Linked DNA regions of Oryzias latipes: region 2 is linked to region 1. Evidence: chromatin contacts called from public Hi-C data. All regions are on one chromosome and are shown on one strand. Each heading gives the region's core, a stretch centred on a gene start, on an enhancer-like site or on the middle of the called end of the contact. The rest is flanking DNA. Distances are from core to core; before and after follow the strand shown.

Region 1 (5,539 bases), core at 95-2,594:
GTCTGTTATTGAGCACTTTTGCATATTGATGATCCACTCAAAGAGCAATTAAACTACCCATTTTAATATAATAAATTATCTAATATTAAGTAAAAGGAATACCAAGAACCCCCCAGTGCTGTGGATGACCCTAAATTCTGGTAAACAAAGATCACAAAAAGCCACTGGTAACATGTCAGATAATCCTTGTCACAACTGACACCTACATGAGTTGATAGAATTGAAGGACGCAAAACAAGGGCATTTGGGGCTAAAGTGTAGCACCCTCCTACCCATGAGTTACTATGCTCCTTTTACAAACACATATTTGAAATGTATTTAGAAACTGTTGTGGCGACTACAAAAGAATGACGCGTCTGCTGATCAGGTTTCTCAACTCGTATCTATGCACAAGTTCTCTTTGTATCAGCTTGTTGCTAAAATAACAAAGCATCATAGTTGGTCCTGACAACACTGACTAAATAACTGATGACAAATATTTCCTTATTATTCACACTGGGCTTATAAAGCTTACGCAACATTATTTCCATTAACCCAAAACGGCTCAAGTATTATCATGTGACTCGGGATTTTTCAACAAGAACATATTTTTTTCTATATCGAATGACACTTTGATTTAGAAAAACAGAAACCTGTAATTACGGATGACGAAACAATATGGCTACCGCGAACGTAGCTGTAACGTTGGTCACTTGTAGCAGCTCGCGCGCTACGTACCTCGAAACTGTGTTTCACGAAGGATTTGGAATAGAAAAACCGATGGAAAAGTACTTGTCCTGTTGCCATGGCCACCTGTCAGAAGAAATTGATGGTGTTACTTGTTGGTAGCTCTTACATAAGCCGGCCTTGTCTTTACAATGGAGTGCAGCCATTTTGACTCCACCATGCCGACGTCTAGAAGCTAGCATTAGCCACCTGCAGCTAACCAGGCCGCTCAATGACTGGTACAAATCGAATGTAATTTAAAAATACGTAAACTTTCACAGACAGCTTGTTAAAGTGTTAATTACAACTCTGAATACTGTACCTGAGGTAACCGAAGAAGGATACCCGCTGACTGAATCAGTTCGCATCCAAGGATGCGGAGGTCGGTCTCCGTGCTCAGGTCGAGGCCATCGAGCATCGACGGTGTCGTCGCGAGTCTTTCATCCGGTACAAGCGAGTTGTCGATGGTAAGAAACACTTCCGAATATACTTTGTCACCTATAAGAATACCTTCATTGTTTGTGGACGCGTTAGAAGAAACAGAGAGTGGATCCGCGGCCATTTTCAACAGACACACGGCTGAGCCCGACCTCGACGGAACGATGGCGGAAGAGGGAGACCGTAACAAAGCGCCTGACGTCAACCGCCCAAGGTTCAGACGCAAAGCGTATGTGCACATCCGCGGTGGTAAAATAGTTTCGCCACTTAAACAATAAAGACATAAACGATGCGATTCAAACATATAAATGTTAAAAAAATGAAAGATAAACACATTAAATACTAAATTTTATATATTTTACTGACAAATTTACCAAACAGTACAGTACTTTTTTATATTAACGCCTATTTGTTTTTTGTTTCTTTGTTTGTTTTACAAAACGTTAAGCGTCTATGATTTTAGGGACTCTTAAAACTTACAACCAGCAAAATACTGATTGTATAAAACAAAATGTAAAAGTAGATATCTATGATAAAAAAGGTTTGTCCTATTAAAAACACGCTTCAAGAGTAAAATGATGAAAAAAAGTATTTTAATTTATGCAGCTAAACATTGGAAATTCTTGTTTAAAAAATTCTAGTAAATTTTTCTTTATAACAGAAATTAAAACTAAAAATTCCGACGTTCCTAAAAGGCAACACTGGCAAATTACTACTCACCGCGAACAGTTTCTGTGACGTGTTTTACAGGAAAGTTCGGACGTCTCACCACAATCACTGGAACATATCCATCCGCTGTTTAAAAACAATTGATAAAATAAAAATAAAACAATAAATAAAAATATAAAATAAAAAAAGATAAAATAAAATATTTTTAAAAGTATACATATCAAGTTTTAAATAAAAAAATATGAAATTAATAAAAAATCATTGCGCTTTTCTTTTAAAAAAAATGTTTGCATTTTGGTGTCAAAAAGGTCAGTTTTGACAAATTGTACAATCCCATTTAATTCCCCCCAACTTCATGGCACAAAGCTTATTGTTCATTTTTAATGTGAGCAGAGGTCTGTACAAGTCCACCTGTTTGGGATCGTCCCGGAAAAACTGCCAGAAGTAAAGCAATGTGAAGCTGGAGATTTACAGGTTTTTTTTTAAAAAGAAACCGTCTGACCTTGGGCCTAAACTAAATCTCCACCCAAAAAATAAAATTCATTTTTCTTTGGCTTATCAGCATCTATAAATGTCGGAATAATTCTTAGTTTCGTATCAGAGTTTTTTTTATTATCTTAGTACCCTAAAAGTTAATTTTAAAGTAGCTTGCCATTCATTTGGGTCATCAAGTAATTTAGAGATTTTTTTTCCAAGGGTAAATAAAGGCAAGAATTTTTATTGAAACATAGTCCATTTGTTCCCCCCCAAAAGTTTTACTATAAACAGTTGTTCCTCTTTTGGCACTTCTCGTCAGGGGTCGCCACAGTTTGGCAGAAAGGTTTTCCACCAGATGCCCTTCCTGATTCAAGCTTGTATTTTCAAGGGACAGGAAAGCAGCGCAAAGAGTCTTGTCTAAGGACCCACGCTGGATTTTTAGCTCACTGCACACCCTGGTAAGCATGCAAGTACTACAATCAGACAACTGAGCTATCCATAAACGTATAATGAGATATCATAAAAGAGTTCCTAGTTGTCTCTTTAATTATGGTTATGCCGTTTATTTGGCCAAAATGTGTTGTTTTCCTCGGACATAGTTTCTGCAGAGCGGCATGAGTTCATTAGATATTTACCTTTGAATTATAGACAGAACCGTTGGTGCAGAAGAACCCCGCCCCTCTTCCTGTCACCCAGAACTAAGAGCTATCTGCATACATATACTCCAACTAGATTAAAGCCCCTCACACCCCCAGCCTAAAATGAGCAGTACAACAAAAATACAGAGCAATATCAGAGCTATACAGCTGTACAGTTTTGAGCCAGTTTCCAGCTCAGATGAAGAAAAAGGGTCTATTTGTCTGCAAGTAGATGAATCAGAACGTTAAATTAATTAAAACGTTATTCTTTTCCCCCCGTCTGATCCAGATTCACAATGATTTCAATAAAGAAGTACTCAGATATGAAAGATTAGACCTAAAGACTTATATCGCACAAGAACATTTTAAAAACGCCAAAAACCCAATTTTCATCTGGGTGGGTCTTTAATGAACAAAAAAACTGCATTATTTTCTACTGTAATATGAAAAAAAGCAAACATCTTAAAAAATACATCAAAAAATAAAGCAAATTAAAAAAAACATTATAAAGTTATATACGTCAAGAAATCAACAAAAACTGTGTACAGTAATCTTAAATAAAGCACATCTAACCTATGGTCAGCATTTGTATTGTTTACATATAGTTGTGTAAATTTAAACTTATCAAAAGGGTAATTTGTTCATCCAACTTTTTAACTTCATAGAAGTTCTCTTAATGATCTGCCCACTCGTTCAGACCGGCCTCCGTTTGACTAATGCTCTGCCAAAAAGTCTTACTGTTCTCGTCATCAACCAATACCTCCAACCAGCACCTCCACCCCTCACTTACGTAGTTACCACGACAACAAGAACGTTGAGCATTCTTTCTCCAGTTGCCCCGGGTGACACTAATTGTAGGGTGTGGGAGGGCTGTGGGAGCGCAGAATTCCAAAAAGACCATAACCACGCAGGAGAGAGGTGTTTAGGGACACCCAGTGACGAACAAGGCTTTAGTTATTCACACAGGAACCCCCCCCCCCTCCTTTTTTTAAATTTTTTTTTTTTCTAGTGTGTGTGTTTACAAGCTGCTGATGCAGACTCCCCAGGGACACGACAGCAGGCCTGTCACAGAGAATGATACTTCCCAAATTTAGCAAAGTGTGTAGAAAAAGTAGAAAATTGAGAGTTTTTATGCTTTTTTTTGTTTGTTTCCATAACATAAGGAGAACCTGTTTCTCACCCTCAGCAATATAAAAAGCAGTACATATCCATCATGTTGTGCTAACCTTTTTTTATCCTTTTGTTGTCATTTCACTATGATTTTATTTTGGCTGCTTTACTGCAAAACTGAGTTTTCAATGCACTTCCGCAGGAAACCACAAGGTGTCACTCTAAATCCCCAGACACAAACCCCGAAGACCAATCAAAGAAATAAAATCCACCTCACTTTGAGTATCTAAAACAACCACAAAAACTCTACATTTGAACTCAAACAGAAGTAGACATGAAACAGAAAACTTTAATAAAACAGAGAAATAGTCATGATTAATTATCAAACTGTCAGATTTAGGCCACCAACTTTAACCCTAAGTGGTCCCTGAACTCACCAGTCACATCAGCTGTTTACAATGATGTAGAAATGACCCCCCCCCCCTCGATAGTAAAGTTGTGATTCAAAAAATAATGTGAAGGATTCAAAAGATTTTTAGCTTTGAAACGTTTAGTTTAAGACTAACATAACTGGAGTTATGACACATAAATGAGATTCTCCCTGGAAGAACTCCTCGAAACTTCATCTGAATTTTTTTAGACATTTTTCTTATTTATTTATGACATTATTTATTTATGACATTATCTTAGCTTTGGTTATGAACTTGTACATTTTTTATTTTGTTTCTACAAGTCTGACCATTTTTTGTAAAAATAGTTTGATCTCAATTTTTGTTATTTGTCTTGTAAAAACATGGCAAAATATATTTTTGGACAGTTTCAGGTTCATTGTGGAAATATTTTGTAATATATTAATAAAAAATATATATCTGTAGTAAAAAGAAGCTGGAGTTCTACTAAAAAGATGGATATCCAGCATCGTCACAACAAGTTTTGAGCATAATTTAATAGACGAAATTCTAAAGAATAATTTTAAAAATAAAAAGCTCCAAAAGGCCTCTAACTGTTACACAATTTTACACAACCTTTCAGGCTTTTGCGAGACTGACAGAATTTTTATGCTGTAGACATTGGGAGCTAATCCAACACCAAATGATCCCAGAAAGGGTCTAAGCTGGGCAGACTGACTGCTGGGACCTTTTTCTGTTAACAAACTCCTCCTTCTGAGAATTTTAACGCCTCAGTCTGAGTTTCTGGAACATAAAGCATCCATTGTCGGCGCTGCTTTTGCAGATCGTAGTAATTGTGCTTTTGGGTGTCATGTTTTCATCACTGCTGGGATGTGGAAACGATTACAGCATTGCAACTAATGCAAAACGAGCCAACCCAGATATAAACACTGATTTTGTTTATTTCAAAATAAAGTACATAATCAAAACGTGTAACTTAGATATTGCAGCTATCAGATTGTTATATGTTAATGTGTAGGTTACCTGGTTAGGATGCAGGTTACTAGGGCTCTTTTTGAATGGCAAAAAGTGGACTATTTTGGTGAAACACAA
Region 2 (5,556 bases), core at 3,037-5,536, 190 kb after region 1:
AACCAGGTGCAGATATTTTACGGAGGAGGAAGATAAACTTCACCCTCAAATGTCAAGAGACACTGGAGGCAAAAGAAATAAATAAAATTGGACGTCCGCATCTGCCTTGTACAGGCCGCTTTGGGAAAACATTCTCTGACATTAAACCGGTCCATGGCCTGAAAAAGGTCGGGGACAACTGTTTTAGTGAATCATTTCTGATTCATCAGAGAAGCCAAAGAACAAAAATGTCAACAAAAACAACGTGTTTTTGCTGATTTGAATGAACTGTCAGTGTGTTTGTTCAACTACAGCCCTTGAAGGTAGGGAGAATCAACCTGCTGAGGAAACTTGTCTTGCAAGAGCTCGCTGTCCAGTATCTTGCAGGAAATCCCAGTTTCCTTCCTGTATGGCACTCATAGTTGAAACATTTCCGTCAGGTTTCAGGTGATTCTGGGTTTTTCCCTATGGAAAAGGACCTCTTTGAGCGAGTGGGGAGGATGCTCCGCCTCCAGAATCTTATTTAGGTCGATCACGCACTCTGTCACGGCGGTGATGTAATCTCCATGTGGCTTACTAAGTAAATCCCAGCCTTGAAGTACCCCCGCAGTTTCCTCATAGTCGAGAGGTCACCTCTTCACACCTTCTTTGGCCATCAGCAGGCAGTTGGTGTAGGTGGAGCCGAAAATACTTTGACTGGTAGAGGAAGGCCTGATGCAGCTTTTGGTTTTGAAAAGTCAGTGGCGTGAGAGTGAAGCTGGTTTTTGGAGTTCAGGTTGAATTCATCCGGCCGTTGTTTTTGTCATGCAGCTCACAAAAAGTGGTGAGGTCACATCCATTGTAGGCTGATGATTTAAAAAAGGCACAAATACACAAAATATACCCACATTTTATTACCAGAAACTTTCAGCTTAATGTCATCGACAGCACAGCTTATGTGAAATTTCTTCCTGCTTTCTGGCTCCAGACTATTTTTCCAGCTTCTTCCATTCATCTTTTACAGATTTGAGGTCTTATTTCAGGCATAAAAATGACTTTAAAAAAGCTTAATTAACTGTCCAGCAAAGTCATCAGAAAACAGACTTCCATGTTTAAGAGTAAAAACGTTGACACATTTCATTAAAAGGGCTACAAAAACCTCTTGTTGACAGTTTCACTGATTGTGACCATGTGACTATTCTGCTCCAAGATGTGATTGCTCCAAATGCTTGTGGGATTAGGATTTTCCACTTGACTTTTACACGTGGATGTTCCTTTTTTCACAAACTGCGAGGGAGCTGGGAAAGGCCTGGCCTTTTCCTCTCAGCTGAACACAGTCCTGACGTGGAAAAACAATTAAAACGAAACATATGGTGGCGTGGAAGACCCAAGTGCTGCTTGAAATCAGCGCATTCACAGATGCTGTTAGCAAAGGAAAAATAATTTCTAAATATTTTCTAACATTGAAAGGAAAAGGAGTTCAAGCTATTGAAATCCTCATTTAAGATCCCTAAGACCGCATGTTTGAAGAGAAGGATTTAAAAGTGTTTTATCCATCAGGAAGCAGAGGATGTTGTCTGACCACACAGATCAGTCGGAAATTGTTTTTGTAGACCAGTGGCACTCAGTAGTGGAAAATCCTTCGGTTCTTTCAATTTGATTAGTCAGGCATATCTGCTTAGTGTTTCTGTGCTCAGTGTTTTGTATGTGTAATGGAGTTTGCCGTTCAAGCCAAATCAGCCGATTAAATAGACAAAAACTTGAAAGTTATAGTTGTTATTCCACTGGTGTGCCGGTTCATGAACTGCTTTTTTCTGAAGGTGCAAGCATCCAGCACAGAGGCCTGGGCCTCTCAGAGCCTTATTCCTGGCAGGTGAGGAATGGCAACTCAGAAGGAATTCACAGCTCTGTCAGGTGATCTGTGGTAACTGCTCCTAAGGGTGCAATCAGAAGAAGATAAACTGTAGCAGCACTGCGGGGTTATCTGCCCTGAAGAAGATTTGTCTATTTGTGTGTGTGTGTGTGTGTGTGTGTGTGTGTGTGTGTGTGTGTGTGTGTTTGTGTGTGTGTGTGTTTTCTATGTTTTGGGGGGGCTGGTTAGAATATGTTGTGCTGTTGTGTGGTTGTGTCTGACAGATCACTCACAGACAAAATAAATCTGGGGAAGAGGTAAACACGAGGAAGTAAGCGGTGATCAAGAATAAAGTTGTTCTGCTCCCTCCTCTTTGGCTTCTCTCATGGACCCCTGAAGTGCACAGCTAATTCCTAAGCTCTGCCCCAAAAAACAGGGACATCACGCAAACTCACCTCTCTGCTTTGCATTGTGGCACACGTGCACGCAAAACCCATGCCATCAGCTGTGCATGCATGCAGCTTACTCCTGCAGAGGAAAAAGGAAACCAGCTCAGCAGGAGGTGAAGCAGTGGGTCAGCTAGAGCAGCAGAACAAATGCTGGTTGTTGGTTTTTGTTTTGTTTTTCTCATCAGGTTTATTGTTTTGTTTGTTTTTTTGTATTCATTGTAGATCCCCTCTGGCAGGCGTGTCACAGGCTTGAAGGATTAGGTGAAGAAAGGAAAAGAACATTTAAATGTACTTGTCCGTTCATGCATATGTGGCTGCTGGGTCTAATCACCTTGATGTGTGACACATTTTATGAGGAAAAAAGTCTGGAAGAATAGCAAAAAATAGAATATACGTTTATTTTCTATCCTTTTTAAAAATTGTACCTACAGAGTCAACAGTCCGGAAAGTTATGTAGCTTTTCATGTGGGTTAACACATGAGCTGCTTATGGAACCAGAACTTTTAATAGTGTAAAAAAAATAAAGAAATAAACAACTAAAAGTGAAGAATTGATTCTAACTTCTTGTAGCTGCAACATTTTTTACTTTAATTAAAAACAAACTAAATATTTCTGGTGATTCAGAGCTGGGGGACTTTCTTCAAACAAGACAGCAAATACTGACCTCTAGTGGACAAAGTCTGAATTTCTATTTGCCAGAACTTGTTTAATTGCACTTTTGTTTCAGTCAGTTCTATCAGAATTTTTTGTTCACAATTAAAAATGATTTGAATAAAAAATATTTCATAATAACAATTTCATTTGAGTGAGATATTACCAGGTAATTTATAATGTCTTGTCCAGTGCAACGATCAGTTATAACCTGAGATCGAAGACCCACACTGATAAAATTTGTGTTTTTGGTGTTTTTTAACATGTTTTTGTCGCATTTTTCTCATGATGGGGGACATATAAAAAGAATTTTTAGCTTAAAATTGCATTTCTGAGAATTTCTTTATTCAAATAGTTGTAAATTAGGAGCAGATGAAAAAATGTGACGTAGAAAATACGTTGGGCGGACAACAAGCTCCCTGCTCCGCTGCATTCTGAAGCATCCACTTGTAGACGATTAGATCCATGTATGTCTTTGGTTTCCTCGTCTGAGCTGACATATGCCTCAGAACTGTACGGCTGGATAGCTCCAACATTGCTCGCCGTTTTTGTTGCTCTGGTCATATTTTACCTACATTCCCTCTCGCTCCCTACGCTCCTCCTCTTCCTTGCTTTCCGTCCACCCGGCCAGTCTCTCCATGGCCTCTGCAATATAGACACTCCCCATTTCAAATCCAGGTTAAACACTCACTTTTCTCACTGATTCTTTGTTTTTTTTCATGCCGGCTGATCTGATTTTATTGTGTTTTTAACATTTACTGCTTTTTGTGGTTTTATTGGACTGCTGTGGTGACTTTGGGCAATGAGAAAGGCACTTCAGATTAAATGCATTTAAATTATTAATTCTAGTAAGAAAAGAATAAATTTGCTGAATCAATCTGCAACTTCCACTCAGGTATTTAACAGTGATCAACAGTTTAAATTCTGTCTCTGTGCCCCGGCCAAACACACCTAGTTAACCTGAACTCTCTTTTTGAAGTTTGATTGATGATCTTCTGTCATTTGTTTCCTCCACCTGACCTCAGGCCTGCTGAACGTTTATGAGGCACTGGAAGGTTTCTAAGAAACTAAAAATTCCTGACATCTCAAGAGGTTTTCTGGAAGATAAATGTCAGGGGGGTGAGATTTCCCATTTTAGCACTAAACACTCTTATTAGACATACAAAACGGGATTAAATGTGGGTCAGTGAAACCCAACAGAATTTTTCCTATATATACTTTAGGTAAAATTTAAATTTTAACTGTGTGGTGTGGCTTACCCTAAGCAGTGATGAAGCAAGTGATTATTTGTTGCATTTTTATCCCCGTCTGGGTGGGAGGTTTGCTGAAACGGTGCCACGAGGCAAGAAGTGCAGCGCTTTGGTCCTCCGTCCTCCAGGGGGCAGCAGCGGCCACACTGAGAGGAAGTGGTGAATGAAGTCCCGGGATTGTGCTGACGCGTCCCTCTTTCCTCTTTCTTCCGACGTGTCAGTCCTCTTGTGTCCAGACAAAACCGAGGAGCTCACAGACCGTACATCTCGCAGATATGCCCCCGAAAGGCAGCACCAAGCAGCAGTCAGAGGAGGACCTGCTTCTCCAGGACTTCAGCAGGAACCTGTCGGCAAAGTCCACCGCTTTGTTTTACGGAAACGCTCTCATCGTCTCCGCCATCCCCATCTGTGAGTACAACTAGCTAGCTAGCTAGCTAGCCTGCTGAGATGGGTCTGAATAACAAGAAAAGATTGACTTTGATTTAAATGAAAACGTCGACAGATCCGTCAAAACGCCAGAAATGTAGTCGTGAATTTGTTTTTGCACGATATATGTTAATTTGAATTAAAAAGGGGGAGTGGTAGTACTTATGCTAATAATATTTTAGCTTTAGCTAACTGAGATTTCCATCAGAGATCAGTTCAGAAATAGTTTACCCCTCACAAGAATTAACTTAGAAACTATTCTGTTTTTATACAAGTTAAACTAATAAATACTATTTATGGAAGCAGCTTTTTTTTCAGCTCCACAAATGCCTATGAAAAAGCACGCATGTTTGCTCGTTTTTTAATTTATTTTTATTTTAGTCTATACAAAATTTCTAAAACGTCCAACAAGTTTCTCTTAGACTATTTTTGGAAAGGAAAAGTAATGACTAAGATTCAAAACTGCAAACTGCTACACAAATATGGGATTAAATAGCACTTTGACATGCTATCTGTTTGTTTATTTAAATGCATTCAATTATTTGTTACACAAATATACATTTGATTAACCTATAACTAACCTCGCCGACATCTGGCACAGCCCTCTCTGTTACCAGTCCCAAACTTGGAGGTAGCTGCTGGCATGGACGTCTTTTTAAGCTCTAAAATTTTAAAGTTTATAGTTTGTCTTTATCTTTGTATTTTAATTCACTATATCTTGTATTTTTTTAATGATGTTGACAATTGGACGTCAAGTAATGAGATGCGTTTCTAAAGATTCTATTCTAACATTGAATTGATCTAAAAATGTTAGGATCTTTAGAAAGTTTTTAAAACCTTAAAAAAAGTGGTAATAATATGAGGAAATAGGATTTGAATAAAAGTTTTCAAAACAAATTATTGTTTTTCTTTCTGCATTTAAAATGTTTAATGTTAACTAAAAGTTGTTTCACTTGGACTTCATCTGCTC

What was found. A called contact is a pair of places that touch in the nucleus more often than the background predicts.
Region 2: a contact with region 1 is called in a Hi-C map of embryo, with 3 times the contacts expected there. The contact joins the promoter of ssr3 here to the promoter of ccnl1 in region 1. A contact is called at or near these places in 3 of 5 Hi-C or Micro-C datasets (embryo and fibroblasts).

What each region holds. Positions count from the first base shown.
Region 1 is chr13:24,447,379-24,452,917 of ASM223467v1, forward strand. ccnl1 (cyclin-L1) reads right to left here and starts at 1,345. Exons shown (of 9, transcript XM_020708428.1): 1 at 1,028-1,345. The coding sequence starts at 1,267.
Region 2 is chr13:24,636,364-24,641,919 of ASM223467v1, forward strand. It overlaps ssr3 (translocon-associated protein subunit gamma), which reads left to right and starts at 4,287. Exons shown (of 5, transcript XM_023961695.1): 1 at 4,287-4,568. The coding sequence starts at 4,436. It overlaps LOC105355500 (a long non-coding RNA gene), which reads right to left and starts at 4,250. Exons shown (of 3, transcript XR_002291568.1): 1 at 4,170-4,250; 2 at 2,266-2,338; 3 at 853-1,892.